3 separate regions of the Gossypium hirsutum genome follow, and all the other regions are linked to region 1. A link is a contact called in public Hi-C data. All regions are on one chromosome and are shown on one strand. The core of a region is the stretch at or near the end of the contact, and the rest is flanking DNA. Distances in the headings are between cores, read along the strand shown. Region 1 holds the start of LOC107901128 (probable acyl-[acyl-carrier-protein]--UDP-N-acetylglucosamine O-acyltransferase, mitochondrial). Region 2 holds the start of LOC121218377 (tetraspanin-2). Region 3 holds the start of LOC107901119 (enhanced ethylene response protein 5).

Region 1 (4,833 bases), core at 2,013-4,512:
TAAACTAAATATAGTGAATAAAAAACCCACATACAAACAGACAAAGGGCAAAGCTAAACTGAAACTCACTCCAGCAATGCTTTCAAGAACTGCTCCATTGTCTGAATTTGCATACTCCACGACGATTTTCAGTAAAAGAATCACGAATGGACTGGAGCATGGAACATACAGCAGGAACGCTGCCCAAATCTTCATTATGTTCCTATAAAGATAATACATATAGCTTGAGTATTTTGCTAGACATGAATTTGAGTTTGTTTTTGTTTGTGTGCATGTCTGTGACAGGGAGAGAGGTAATACCACTTCAGAAAGACGCTCATCGAAACCCATAGAATTTGTGTTGCTGGGCATGAAAATTTTTCTATAAGCTGTTCTCAAACTCTTAATCTAGAACCTTGCACAAAAAGGAAAAAAAAAAGTATAGCACTTTAAACAGGTGAGCAAATTAAATGGAACTACAAAAAAGGGTAGAAATTTCATATCCATATGCATCAAGGGTATGGAATATAAATGATGAACAATCTAAAACAGATATAGAAAAATGACTACCAATAGCATTAATAAAATTGTGCTAAAATATAATTCCAAAAGGCTGCCACTGACACCCCCGAAGCAATAAAAGGTCAAAAGATACTAGCACTTACGATGTTTAAAAACTTAAACATGTTGATTTTAACAGCAAAGGAAGCAAGTATAAAGTAGAAACTAGCATCTTCTAATCTTGATAGATTGTAGCATTACTCCAAATTTAATGAGTTCCCTCTTAATATCATTCATCAATTTATGGATAAGTTATCTTACAATTTCTGTCATTTCTAAATGTTTTCCTTGGAGTGTCAACTCCATAAGATACACTTTGGAGAAAGGCATACCATAATATTGCCTTCTGGCCTACAGCAGTCGGTCTTGTGGCAAATATCAAACATCTTCATAGGACGGTGAAAGCATACACAACTCAAGAAATGAAGGCAGGAATACAAACCGAAGTAAATGCAACTTAGAATAGTTTCAGGCTGCACAAAATGCAGGTAGCTAAAAACCTCAAGCAAAATCCAGATGACAATGATATGAGATTTTAATTGGTGGAAGACTACATCAACAAATAAAGGAACCTTTTCAACTAACGTCTTATCTATCTTACACTAATAGTATGATAGAACTAAACTATAAGCCATCATAATAAAAGTTGAATTTTTCCAACAACCTCTGTGACTTGGAATCCACAACGCCGAAGACCCTCAAAATTCAAACCACGAAGCTCAGCTCTATCTCCAGAAACCATCATGTACTTTGGGACATCTTGCGAAACCTTCATGCATAGAAATGAATAGCAAACATGGTTCAATTCTTTTTGTAAATGCAAAAAGAAAATGCTTAAAAGTCTTCGGCACTATGATTGAACTGTCCTACAGGTGGACTACGCTACTAGTGGGCTTAATTAGCATCTTTTTGCAGTGTAGGTCATGTATGCAATCATACCACTGATCCACCACCGATGAAAGAAAATGAGCCAATATAACAAAATTGATGAACAACAGTAGCTCCTCCAGTGTGCACATAGTCCTACATTGTAGCACTTGAATCAAGTTCTAAGCAGAGACTGTTGTCTACAAGAGAAAAATGCAGAATGACTCCAACAAACATTAAGAAGACTTACCTCCACGATGACATGTCCTGCCAGGAGAGTGGTATTAGCAAATATATTATTGTTACCAATTTTGCAGTCATGTGCAATATGACAAGACCCCATGATGAGATTGTTATCACCAATAACCTGATAAGACAGCTAGTTAAGAAAGGGAAGAAAAGGACTAGAGAATATACACATGTTTCTTACTATGATATAAGTAAACAAATACGTGGTTATTTTATATTCTTATTTACCGTTCTATCACGTGACTTTGAAGATCGGTGGATTGAAGTAAATTCTCTGATCTCATTGTTGTCCCCAACATCAAGAAAACATTCATCCCCTAACTAATACCACAGAAATACAAGGACAAGATCATATTTTTTTTGCTAAAGTTTAACATTTGAAGCATAGTGCATCAATGTTGTCGATATGTACATGCGAGATACATCTAGTCATTAGCAGCATGCAATTGATTATGCACCAAAAGCATAATAAGATAAGTTACCTTGTACTTCATGTCTTGGCATTTAATACCAACCACGGCATGATGCCCGATGATGTTATTGCATCCTATTACAGTATGCCCAGGAAGTTCATCACCAACCACCGCACCACTGCCTGATAAAGTTTAGTACTTAAATAAATTACAACATAAAATATATATATTTCTAACAGAACCTTACAAAGAAGATGAAAAAGCAGCCAAATAAAACTCACGTCATCAAAACGCAGTGGCTCCCCAATTCTGTATTCCCAAAAATATGGCTGGAAGGATGCATTTGACACCCATTTCCTAGTTTTGCCGAAGGACCAATTGTACATAAAGGACCTACTGAAACACCCTGTGCCATTAATTTCGAAATTTTAGTGAACCTATAGACTATAGCTAAATGAAAAGGCAATTAGAGAAGTATATCTCTTTATTACACCAATAAATTAAGCTGCTTTGAAGTAAAAAAAAAAAAGCTTTGAAAGTTTTACCCTTATTTATTCTTCTGGGTTGATTTAATCTTGGTATCAAAAGACAATTCAACAAGAACCATTGGTAAAGGAGCAAATTGATTGACAGGGAAAAGCCAACAAAGAACTTAGGTTTTACAGTCAAAACAAATCACAGATTTCTGATACATGAACACCAGTGCCTCTTAAGAGAAAAGAAAGCGGCAGCTATTAAACAAAGAAGAGAGAGTAGAAAACAAAGCACCTGGCCAATCACAGCATTGGGATGAACAATTGCAGTGGGGTGTATAAAGCTCGTCCCCTCCTTTTTCTCTTCGAAAACATCTGTTTCACAATCACATACAGAGAAGAAGCCCACTCAACAAGTTGTTCAATCTTCATATTATGATATATTAAAGAGAGAGGAAGGGTTTACAGTGGAGAGTTGTAGAGAGGCGCTGCAAAGATAGTGAAGTGAGAGAAGAACTTAAAGGCCTTCGAAACTTGAGCAGCGAATTCATAGATTTTCGCTCTCAGTCTTTGGCAATAGCTGATATTTTTCCGACCTGTTTTATTTTTTGAACTTTTAACAGAGTTGAAAGTTAGAATGTTTTCGCTTCGGCCGCTATGTTGTTGCCTGCTTTGTGAAAGAGGTTTGACCTGTCTTGTCCTCTTCATCCCAGATTTTACTCGTTTGTAGCGTACTATTTTACTCACATTAAATCTAGACTGTTCGTTTGTCCGACTGGACGCTTGATGTATGGAAGGAGATCCACATTTGACCTCAAAGAACTCGGTTATTGAGGCCCAGTAATTCTCGGACTACGGCCTACACGAGGCCCAGTAATTGATAAGATTCAATTCATTAAATTCTACCAAAAATGTGATTTTCTTATGTTCTGTATTTATTTATTTATGATATAAAATGGTGAATTTGCATCAATGATCTTTGAAATTGGCCGAAGATTAGGAATTAGTTAGGTGTCGGTACGAAGAATGACATTGAACCGTTTGGATTTAGAATCAGTACGGATCGTTTGAACTGACAATTGAACTGAGTTTTATTATTTTTTAATACTTTTTATTGTTTTAAAATTTTTATAATTTTTTTATCGAACTAATTGGACTGATCAAACCAACAAACCAATGGTCTGACCGATTCAACTATTGCTCTGGTTTTAGAAATATTAGTTTGCATTTGAGATTATGTGTCAAATAATATACTTCATGAAATATTAAAGGTGTGGTAAGATGTGTTGAGTCCATATATTTTATGAAAGAAATTTATTTGTAAAATGATTTTCATAATTTTATGGTGAATTTTCATTTGGAAAAATAAATATCAGAATTTTTAAATTTTCATTGGAAGGAAGTATTTTTTATTATTTAAATTCTCTTTTCAAATTTTAAGGTGGAATTTGTGCTTTGTTGATAGAGAGTTTCAATAAGGGAGGAGATAAGGAGAAAGTAGTTATGACAGGAGGGTCGGTTCACCTGTGACATGTCACAAACTGTGGGTCAAAGCTTGTGACCAATACGCATAAAACGCCCCATAGAGTTCAATTTATTAAACGGGGTTCATTTGACCCACATGAATTGACTTGATTCGTGGAACTCGTGGAGAAACCCATCTACTTGAAGCCTTGATAGCCTAGTGAAACACTCCAGTAAAACTAGAGTTATCAGGGTAAATAGTGTAAATCCTAAATGATAAGATTGTATAGAGCTTAAATCCCTTACGACTCTTAACTGTAGATGGGAAGTAATCTTAGCCGTTAATGTAAATCGATCTGTACTGTTAAATTTGGAGGAGTTCAACTATCAATAGAGGTTTCCCCCTTCATTTGTAATCATTTTATTCTTTCTGAGTTAAATAATATTAAGAGCGTTTACTCAACCACTTGGTGTGCATTTTTTTTTTGTAACTATTCTGCTCTTTTAAGTTTATTTTGTCTTTGAGATTGCTTCCGCTATATTTTCAGTGCCTTAGAGGAATTCTGCGAGAATCCTCACTTTGCGAGAGTTAGTTGACTTAGGTGCATTTGAAGTGAAGAAATCACTTAAGGGCATGCGGATTGTGAAACGAAAGGTCTAGCCCTGTGACAGTTAGTATCAAAGCTAAGGTTGCGAAGGCATTGTTCAAGACGTCAAAAGAAGTTGTTGATCAGAATGAGTCAATGGAGACCCGTGGAAGGGTCAGGAAAATAAGTCGATCGAGGGATATGTTGTCGACTTTAAATGGTAGAGTGGCCAAACTTGAA
Region 2 (4,928 bases), core at 1,082-3,581, 170 kb before region 1:
CTACTCAGAGGTTTTCCCTCCCAGCAATACTCCTGGAGTGAGCATCTTGGATATGTGCAGTAGTTGGGTAAGACATTCTTAGTGTTGAGATCACCCTCTTTCTCTATCACATTCTCATGATGCTGTTCTCGGTTTTATGTTTAGGTCAGTCATTTTCCAAAAGGATACAAGCAAGAACGGGTAGTTGGAATGGGTATGAATGAGGAAGAGCTTAAGCGGAACCCTGTGAGTTCAACATTTCTTCTCACTTTTTTACTGGTTGGATTATAAGCTGGTCATCAAAATGCTGCTATACAAGGGTGATTTTAGCAACAACTTGAATGATATAGTTACTTCAATCTATTAATGAGTTCTACTAAAATAATAGTATTAAGTTCTAGAAATCATTATCTGTGTGAGTTCATGAGTACAACTGAAGTATGACACTGCAGCTGTTCATGACATTATTACCTTAAATAATTGTCTTTGTAGGTTCTAACAGAATATGTTGTGCAAGACTTAAATTTGAAACCTAAGCTTCCCTTTGAAGATAATTCCTTTGATGTCATTACCAATGTGGTGGGTGTTTTTTCTCCTCTCGTCCATAACTCCTTTCCTTTTGCATTAGTTATTCCTTTCCCTCTTCTCCTTGTTTTTCCATTTTAGATGAAATGAAAGATACTTGAGAATATTTTTGCACTTCCTCTCTGAAAGCTATGCTTTAATGACCTACCTCCGAGTTAAGGATGGCGTTTTAAGGATGTAATCTTGTAGGTCAGTGTTGATTATCTAACAAAGCCTCTTGATGTTTTCAAAGAGATGTGCCGGATTCTTAAGCCTGGTGGATTGGCTATAATGAGGTGAACTTTTCATCTACTTCTAACTAATCGTTGCATCGAAGCTTAAGATCAAACTTTGTCCCATTTTTCTTTCTATTCCTTGTTGACTCTATAGCCTGCATGATTTTTTTTTCCTCGGCTTATGTTTCTCATTCCTATTACATCTTCCATTTCTTTGTTCAACCATTTTTATTTTATACACTTCTTTGAACTTAAACGTGACTCATTTCCGAAGCAGTTTTTCAAATCGCTGCTTTTGGACAAAAGCAATCTCTATATGGACATCCACTGGTGACACCGATCATGCTTTGATTGTTGGGTCATATTTCCATTATGCTGGCGGATTTGAACCTCCTCAGGTAAACAATATTTAATATTTTGTCTCATAATAGGCTCTTCACCCCTCAAGTTTTTCTTGGACAACCATTAGCCGGCAATCTCTTAAGTCTATATACGCTGTTGCAAATATTTTAAGATAAGCCCCAAAGTTTCCAAATGGAAACTAGGTGTTGCCAGTCTGCATTGATGTGAATACGTGCTTTATGTATATATCCAATTTAAAAGCACCCAAGTTTATGGTAGACACTAATCTGAGCCTAAAAGAAATCCATTTTTGTCTACAGGCTGTTGATATATCTCCTAATCCAGGACGCTCAGATCCTATGTACATTGTTTACTCTAGGAAGCTTTCTACTGCTTAAGAAGCTATCACTATCAGTCTGAAGATTATGAGGATTTTCTTCCTATCAATGAGTTTTCTTTTTTGCACAAATCCAAGAACCTTATAGTCGTGAAGAAGTTGATAATTTGAAATTGTATTCTCGTTTTCATTAATTACAGTGTAATAAGTACCCTTCCTCACTGTCCACGCATTTTCTAGATATAAGAACCATAACATTGGAATACATACAGCAGACACATTGAACCAAAGGTTATTTTATTTTATTTTTTAAGTCCAACCCTGTTTGTAGCGGTTGAAGAGGTCCTCCGTTTGGGCATTCTTGAAGGCACTGCAAGCAATGATATAGACCCATATTAGTACCACCACTGCCACAATGAGAATTATGTTGGCTTTCCTCCATTCTCTCCTCAGGTTCCCCAGCAGACCAGCTTTGCATGAGTTGCAGTTATAGCAGAGTTGGGTCTGGTCATTGCTCCATAGGTTGCAGTCAGGGTCCCCTGCTGGGTTCACCGGGTTTGTCCACAACGTTGGGTTCACAAAAATGTAGCCACATATTGTTGGAGGCTTACAACACCCTGACTATCAAACATAACAAAAATGAAAGATTTAAACCAAAAACAAAACAACAACAAAAAGGAAAAAGGATAAAGTAACACCTCCTCTCTAAACAATGCCCACATAGTCACCATGTGTTGCCAAAGCTGGTAATTGTTTATAAACTTCATTCGGCGTTGCTTGGTTGCCCCACAGCACACGACATGTGCTTGAACTAATGATCTTGTGGATTAAACCGATCCATCCATGAGGGGGGCCGATGAACTCTGGTGTCATTGTTTTCCCTAAATTAAAGATTAAGCCCATAATAGTGGGTCCTACTTTATGGTCTTAGTGAGGTGAGTGGGCCCCGCTTTAGGACATCAAATCATGTCCTGTTCCACCAACTTGGGAGTGTGTGATCAACGTAAATTCAATCATCCAATAACCATCAACAAAAGGATCTATCTTCACTGGGAAAACCAGTTAAAAAATGCGGAAAAGAAAAACAATGTCATAGGAGGTCGTTGAAGATTAAAAAAAAAAAAAAAGCTTTAAAGTTACAGTGAGGAAAGTTAAGATCTAAAGACCAGTTTGGTTAGAAGAAGTAATTCCTCTGATATTTCAGGTAAATAGCAATGAACTTAATCTGTTTGATGGCTTTACTATACAATAACAAATGGAAAATTTAAAAGGGTACTCGTATTTTCATCAAAGAATAAGAAATATGGCCATAATTGAAACGATTTACCTGAAGAGGAGAGAGATGAGTAGCAAAAAACTGATCAGCGGTGATGAACTGTTGAGTCAACTTAGGACAGACATCGGTGTCAGCCAAACTATCCCTGATCTTATTCCAGCTCTTGGAGTCAACTACATGGTTTGTAAGCCAGCTAGAGTAGCCATCAAGCCTATACTCCTGGTAACCCCTTCCAGGCACACCGTAGCTCCCATCAGGTCTGGTAACGATGAAGGCAAATACCAGCAAGATGAGGAGGAGACCAATGAGGATGGCCATGCAGCAAAGATAGAAGGCCAACGGTGTTTCCTTGTTGCAGTAGGCACCGACAAAGCCAGCAAGAGAGACAAGGAGGATGAGGAAACCAAGGAGAACGACTGGCCATCACAAAAGGTGGATGCAGCCGTTGTCAGGCTGTTGGGCGAGCCAGATGCCAGCTGCCATGATGGGGATGGAGCAGAGGAAGGCTACGAAGTTGAGAACTGCTGTTATGTTATTGGCTACTCCCATGATAGGTTCAAGGAAGAGAAGAGTTTAGGAGAGAATTTTGAGACCGTGTTTGAAGTTGGAAAGCTCTTTTAATGGCTCATATGTCAGAAACCAGTAAACATCTTAATCTTGATTACTTACATTCCCAACAAATCTGTAAGGTTACCATGTGATATTTGATTTGGTTTTAAACAGGGAAACGTTTTAAGAAGTCAAAATGGTAAGGGAAAATTGAGGCCGAGTTACTAAAAGGTCATTCGATTTTTTTGGTAAAGAGAAAAGTGTGATTTCCTCTGTTTTTTAAGTCGTCGATTCTCATGAATCACGATTTCATCTAATCTGGCTCCCATTGATTAAACTTTAATCATCTTACGGAAGTCTCTTCCTTGAATTCCAAATTAAGAACTGTTGAAAAATATGAAATTGACAATTTGGTGTTAGTGCCCACCAACTATGTATGGGGCCTATTCTCATATTTAAGGTGTTGGGTAATTTATTGAACTGATTATTTTAACTATATTGATTATATAGATGATATCTAGCTTATTATGGGAGATCATATCACTTGGAGAATCATATATTGGTGATTAGGTTGAACAAGATTTCCCTTATCTAATCTCTTAAATCGAGAAAATTGTATTGGATTGATTCACTAAAGACATAGCCGTCTAGAATCCTTATTTATCTTTTTGTATTAATATTATCTTGTATTTAGCTTATATAGTGGTTGTTTTATAGTGATTGTGATAGATCTTCTTATGTAAGCAAGTCTCGAACTCTATAGAATTGAGAGACTTATATACATTTATGTATATAAAGAGTTGAGCACTTAATTTATTCTAAGTAAGAAACCTTATTTTATAAGGGCATATTGATAGTAAAACCTTTGTGTTGTGATTTTAATTGCTAGGTGAATTTAGTGGTGAAAGTATCGAGTCTTCAAAGTATAAGGGTGAAGGAAATTATCATGGGGGTATAATTGAGTAGGTTTACTTTGTGCCATTAATAAAGAGAGTGAATATTTCTCATTGAGCTAGGCTCTACAAACGTAGGAAAACTGAACTGTGTAAACATCTTTCTTGTATTTTGTTTATTTATTGTTTTCGTTTAGTGGTTGAAGGAGTGTCCAATACCTTAGGCACCACTTCACTTGAGCAGTTTGATTCTCAGCAAAGTTTTAATTATTTAAATTGGTATCAGAGCCTCCCACTTAAGGTAGGCAGTGGAGACCCGTGGTGTTGCTAAATCCAAGCTATGGAATGTTATTCTACTTTAAAACTCCCTATGCTAGAAGTTGACAATTATGCTTACTAGAAAGCACATATGAAAGCATACATTAAATCTATTGATGAGAAGGCATGGAGAGTTGCATTGACTGGATGAGGATAACCCAAAATGGATACTAAGATGGTAGAATTATAAAGCCAGAAATATAGTGGACTACTGTTGAAGAAAGGCTTGCAAACATAAACTCTAAGACCTTACATGCAATATTTTGTGAAGTGGATATGCAAGGGTTTAAGAGAATTGCTAAATGCATAGTTGCAAAGGTTGCCTGAGATATATTGGAGATTGCTCGTGAAGGTACCTTTACTATTAAAAAAAAAGAAAATACAATTGCCAACATCCAAATTTGAGAGCCTGAGAATTTAGCAATCAGAAACTA
Region 3 (4,517 bases), core at 1,599-4,098, 250 kb before region 1:
AATGCAATTTTCCTTTTTCATTCATCTGATTTTCTTTTGTTCCCTTTAATATTAAATCACACCATATATACATCTCCAAAAAAAGGCCAGAGTATAAAGCATCTAGATGTACGTAAGGACTACATAGAAAGAAAAATAAGTACAATAAGAGAGAAACTGTACCTCAAGGAGGTTATACTTCTCTAGGAGGCAAGTTTTAGGTAAGATGCCCAATGAAAGCTTGACTGGTATCAAGTATTTCAATATCATCCTACAAAAATCAAACCAAATAAGAAGCAAGAAATGCTAAAAACTAGACTTAACCTGCTACCTCATGTCAAAGTTTGATGCAGAAGTAAGATTATGTAAAACAAGTTGCTCGACAGTTTAGCATTGATTTATATTTATCCAGTGAATTTGAATGATGACGATGTTACTACAGTTCTATCATTTTCCAAGCTCTAACGTCAAAGAATCCACAACTGGGATTTTGGATTACATTGAAGATAGAAATCACTTTGTATGAATATTAAAGGAGTTCTTTTAGTACTGAAAGAAAAATTAACTTCATCCACAGCTAGTTCGGATTAATTTTGATACTTCCATGAATATAATAAATTGAGAGGAAAAAAAAACAGAATGACATTAATGATAAGTTGAAAAATCGTCAAGAAATAGATTAGAAATACTAGTTGAAATGAAATAAATTTGAAGCATATGTGTTTGAGGCAGTTACATTAAAAGAGGAAAATTTTCACCTAGTTGTCAAATGCCACATTAGACATCAAAATGATCAATGCAGCTACAACTTTTAATAAGGCAGTTATTATGACTTCTGTACCATGCAGATGCAAGATATATATACCAAAAGCACACATAAACAAACCTTATATTTGCTTCTCTAAGAGGGTTGCAATGTGTCAAGGCATATGATAATTTATGGTCAGCCTGCCCAGTCAAACAGCATATAGGACAAAGAGTAAGTTCCCATTATATTGAATTTCTTCTCACTCTTAAAACCAGATAAAATTAGTAATGAGAAGCTCGGGTGCTAGATATAAGCAGGGTCCCAAGTCTAAATGATTAATCATGTTAGACAAACACACGAAACACAATCACAAATGAAGTTTATATCTCAAAAGGAAAGAAGGAAAGCTTTCTCCATGGAAATTAGATCACTTACAGCAGGAAAATTTTCATTAAAAACTTCCAAACGCCCAGTGTAATACATGTAGGTGACCTGGAAAAGGAGGAAGCATTCATCAAATGGATTGCCGTTTGTACAAATGGAAAATTCCAGGGGGAAGATAAAAGATTTACCTTGTCTCTTCTAGGAAATTCTTCAAAGTCAAAAATACGAGCAGTTTCAATACTTCTTATTACACTTCGACAGAGGTGTACTGTACCAAGCTGCAAAATAAAATTTAATGTTCATACGCAGCATAGTCAATTGTGCCTTTCTCAGCTCAAAAAGAAGATACTCATAACTGATGTTGGGATGGAAAATCATTTGAATTTCTTTTGTTGTGCATGGTGGAGAAAGAGAACACAGTATCCTAGGCCGGGGGCAGAGAAAAATCTTAAAATGCTTCTTAACCTCATACCTAGTTCTAAGCATTCAATCCATTTTCCAAAACCAAATTCACCATAAATATAGAACACCAAGCCAAAATATTATGTGCAAAGCAGAAAGCTAAGTTAGAAGAAACATAAATATCACCTTGAAGTAGATTTTAAACAGTTGGCAAGTCACATATAATGCTCCGACACGTTTTGGGCCTTTTCCCTGGAATCCATGTGTCAGAACCAACAATTAGGAACAATGGCAATTAATTCAGCAAATGAAGTCTAAGCAACTTGATAATAGGCAGATAAAGTATTTTTAGAAGACAAAAGAACCTACAGCGAGAACACCAAATACTTTCATGAGGAATGAGCCAGCTCCTTTCAACTTCTCAGGGGACTTTCCATTAGAAGACAACTCTCTATCAGCCTACAATTACAATATCCCAAACTCAATTTACATAAAATTCAAATTGTTTTATGAGAAACCATAAACTACAAGGTTTTGCCATCAATATACCCTTTCAGCAAGAACCCTAATTTCATAAGCAATAACATACAAAGCCTCCAATGCCCACGCTGATTCCCAATTTCGAAACTCCTGAATAAAAGCACTGCCATTACAAGATTCCAACAATTACCACATTGCATAAGCCTCTCTAATTAATTAAAGAAAAGACTGAACAGTATCTTGAAAACCTAAAAAAAAAATAAACGGAAAAAAGTAAATTACTTTGCAAATTTTTCAAACGCATGGTAGGCTTCAACCAAGTTTCCAAGTCTGTAGCTTTGCAAAGAACGAAAAAGCGGGGCCAAAATCTCACCAAACTGGGAAAACTTATCCGATTGTTTTATCAATCTATTAGCATCCTATCACAAAGAAAAATGGGAAAATATTCAAAATTTGACAAATTTCCTTTGACTCCTTAAACAATAGATAACAAGAACAAGAAAAGAAGAAGAGAGATAGACCTGGAAGAAGTTTAGGACGTCAGCAAGGGAAAGGAGAGAAGGTGAGTTGGAGGAGAAGGAAAAGAGCTGAGCAAGGGAAGCTACATCTTGGTACGAAACGGCGTCGCAGAACTTGTTTAGGTAATCTGTGATTCTTCTGTGGGCTTCTCCCATGCTTGGGTACGCCATTGCTGCGCTAACGTTTTGATTCTTGTGATCTTATCAACCAATATTTATGTATAAAAATTGTCTTTCTTGATTAGCTGCTCTGCAACTTCAACACTAGTTTGTAGTTTCCCACCTAGCTTTTAAATTACAAAAATAATCCCTTCGTTTATTTAAGGTTGCGTTTTGGTTACCGAAGTTTCAATTGCTAGGTAACAGCTACACAAGTTATCCATTCATAACAATTTGATCATCATGTCATCACTCGACTTTAAGAGTGGGATATTCATAGTTGGGCTAAAATCAAATTAATCGATCAAACCGATCTAATTCGGTTAATTGATCGGTGGGCAAATTTAGTTTAGTTGAAGATCAGTTAATGATTTTTTTAAATTTTGATTATCGATTAATTCAGTTCGAAATCGAGTAATTAACCGAATTAACTAATTAACCAAAATATTTGTTGTTTTTAAGACTTATGTACTATTTGGTTGTTAACTTTCAAGACTTATGCAGTGTTTCTATGTTTTATTTGTTGTTTTTACCTCTATTTAAAAAATTTTAAACTATTAAATAAAAGAAAATGAACATTAGCAATGTATTTTTTATATGTTTTATACTTATTTAAGACAAAAACACGTAAATTTCATTTAACTGACCGAATTAATCGAAATATTTCGATTTGGTTAATGTATTTGAAAAAAAACTTCGATTCAGTTAGCAATTAAAGATTTTTACATTTTGGATAATTCAATTAATAATAATTCGGTTTGGGTATTAACCAAACCGATTGTTTGAACATCCCTATTTAAGAGTGTAACAAGAATCACAAGTGATGTTAAATGTTGATTGGCTTCCATGTCATCTCCACGTAATTTAAACATGTTTTTTTTTAAATTTCTTTATATTCTTTTTTTTCTTTTCATTTCTTTTCTTACCGTCTATTTTAGAGCTATCCAAGGGTCAAGTTACTCGCTCAAGTCCAAAAGCCCTCTCGAAATATGGGAGGGTTTAAACACGTAGACAAAACCTGAAAAATGAACTTGAACAAAAATACAAGCCTACTTTCTAATAAATCTAGTTTTAGGTAGAATTTTTAAAATTCGAGCTTAGCTCGACCCGATTTGTAACACCCTTAACCCGTCTCCGTCGTCGAATTAGGGTTTCGAAGTATCACCAAGCAATTCCAAACAATTTATATCAAAATGTGTCATTCAATATTAAGTAACGAAAACTCGTTAAAAACCTATAAAAAATGCAATTTGGGCCTTAAATTGGGCTTTCGAGGCCTTAAAAATGTTTAGAAACAATTTGGGACTAATTTGAAACAAATCAAAGGTTTTAAGAAAAAGTTGTAAAAATGTGAAAACAGGGGTCACATGGCTGTGTCCCAGCCCATGTCCTCACCCGTAACTCACTGAGTAGGGTTACACAGCCGTGTCGCAGGAGGTGTGCCAGGTCGTGTAACTCTCTGACTTGCCACACACGGCCATGTGCCTCACTAACTTAAAACATTAGGAATTTCACAAATGACACACGACCGTGTCGCCAAGCCGTGTGACATTGATAGCCCGTGTCCCAGGCCATGTGCACCAAATTTGACCCAAAAATCATGCTATTTTAAGATCAAACCATACCTATTCCACCACTCCAATTATGTACACATTCAATAGACCTAGGCACTACTCCAACACACCTAAATGTACCAAATCAATCAACCTGTTTCATCCAACCAATATGTCATTCAAAGGCACCACATATATACATTAAACATTTATTCTAAAATATGATCAAAAGACCTATTTTATAAGACATTAAGCAAATAAGCATTTCATTATGACTAAAACCACTTCATTCAA

Evidence for each region. Hi-C and Micro-C count contacts between places; a contact is called where the count stands out from the background.
Region 2: a contact with region 1 is called in a Hi-C map of leaf, with 3 times the contacts expected there. The contact joins the promoter of LOC121218377 here to the promoter of LOC107901128 in region 1. A contact is called at or near these places in 6 of 34 Hi-C or Micro-C datasets (hypocotyl, leaf and petal).
Region 3: a Hi-C map of leaf shows a contact between it and region 1, with 2.0 times the contacts expected there. The contact joins the promoter of LOC107901119 here to the promoter of LOC107901128 in region 1. A contact is called at or near these places in 3 of 34 Hi-C or Micro-C datasets (leaf, petal and seedling).

The regions. Positions count from the first base shown.
Region 1 is chrD06:12,975,993-12,980,825 of Gossypium_hirsutum_v2.1, reverse strand. LOC107901128 (probable acyl-[acyl-carrier-protein]--UDP-N-acetylglucosamine O-acyltransferase, mitochondrial) reads right to left here and starts at 3,262. Exons shown (of 12, transcript XR_001685141.2): 1 at 3,009-3,262; 2 at 2,838-2,917; 3 at 2,351-2,475; 4 at 2,139-2,247; 5 at 1,885-1,977; 6 at 1,658-1,774; 7 at 1,480-1,563; 8 at 1,205-1,309; 9 at 301-387; 10 at 70-202.
Region 2 is chrD06:13,147,707-13,152,634 of Gossypium_hirsutum_v2.1, reverse strand. It overlaps LOC121218377 (tetraspanin-2), which reads right to left and starts at 2,331. Exons shown (of 2, transcript XM_041095550.1): 1 at 2,179-2,331; 2 at 1,768-2,079. The coding sequence starts at 2,331. The coding sequence ends at 1,768. It overlaps LOC107901122, which reads left to right. Exons shown (of 7, transcript XM_041095717.1): 3 at 1-67; 4 at 145-225; 5 at 754-839; 6 at 1,057-1,177; 7 at 1,442-1,748. The coding sequence ends at 1,519. It also overlaps the pseudogene LOC107901124.
Region 3 is chrD06:13,222,256-13,226,772 of Gossypium_hirsutum_v2.1, reverse strand. LOC107901119 (enhanced ethylene response protein 5) reads right to left here and starts at 2,848. Exons shown (of 13, transcript XM_041095720.1): 1 at 2,515-2,848; 2 at 2,276-2,412; 3 at 2,063-2,156; 4 at 1,883-1,972; 5 at 1,700-1,765; 6 at 1,300-1,389; 7 at 1,163-1,219; 8 at 866-927; 9 at 163-250. The coding sequence starts at 2,682.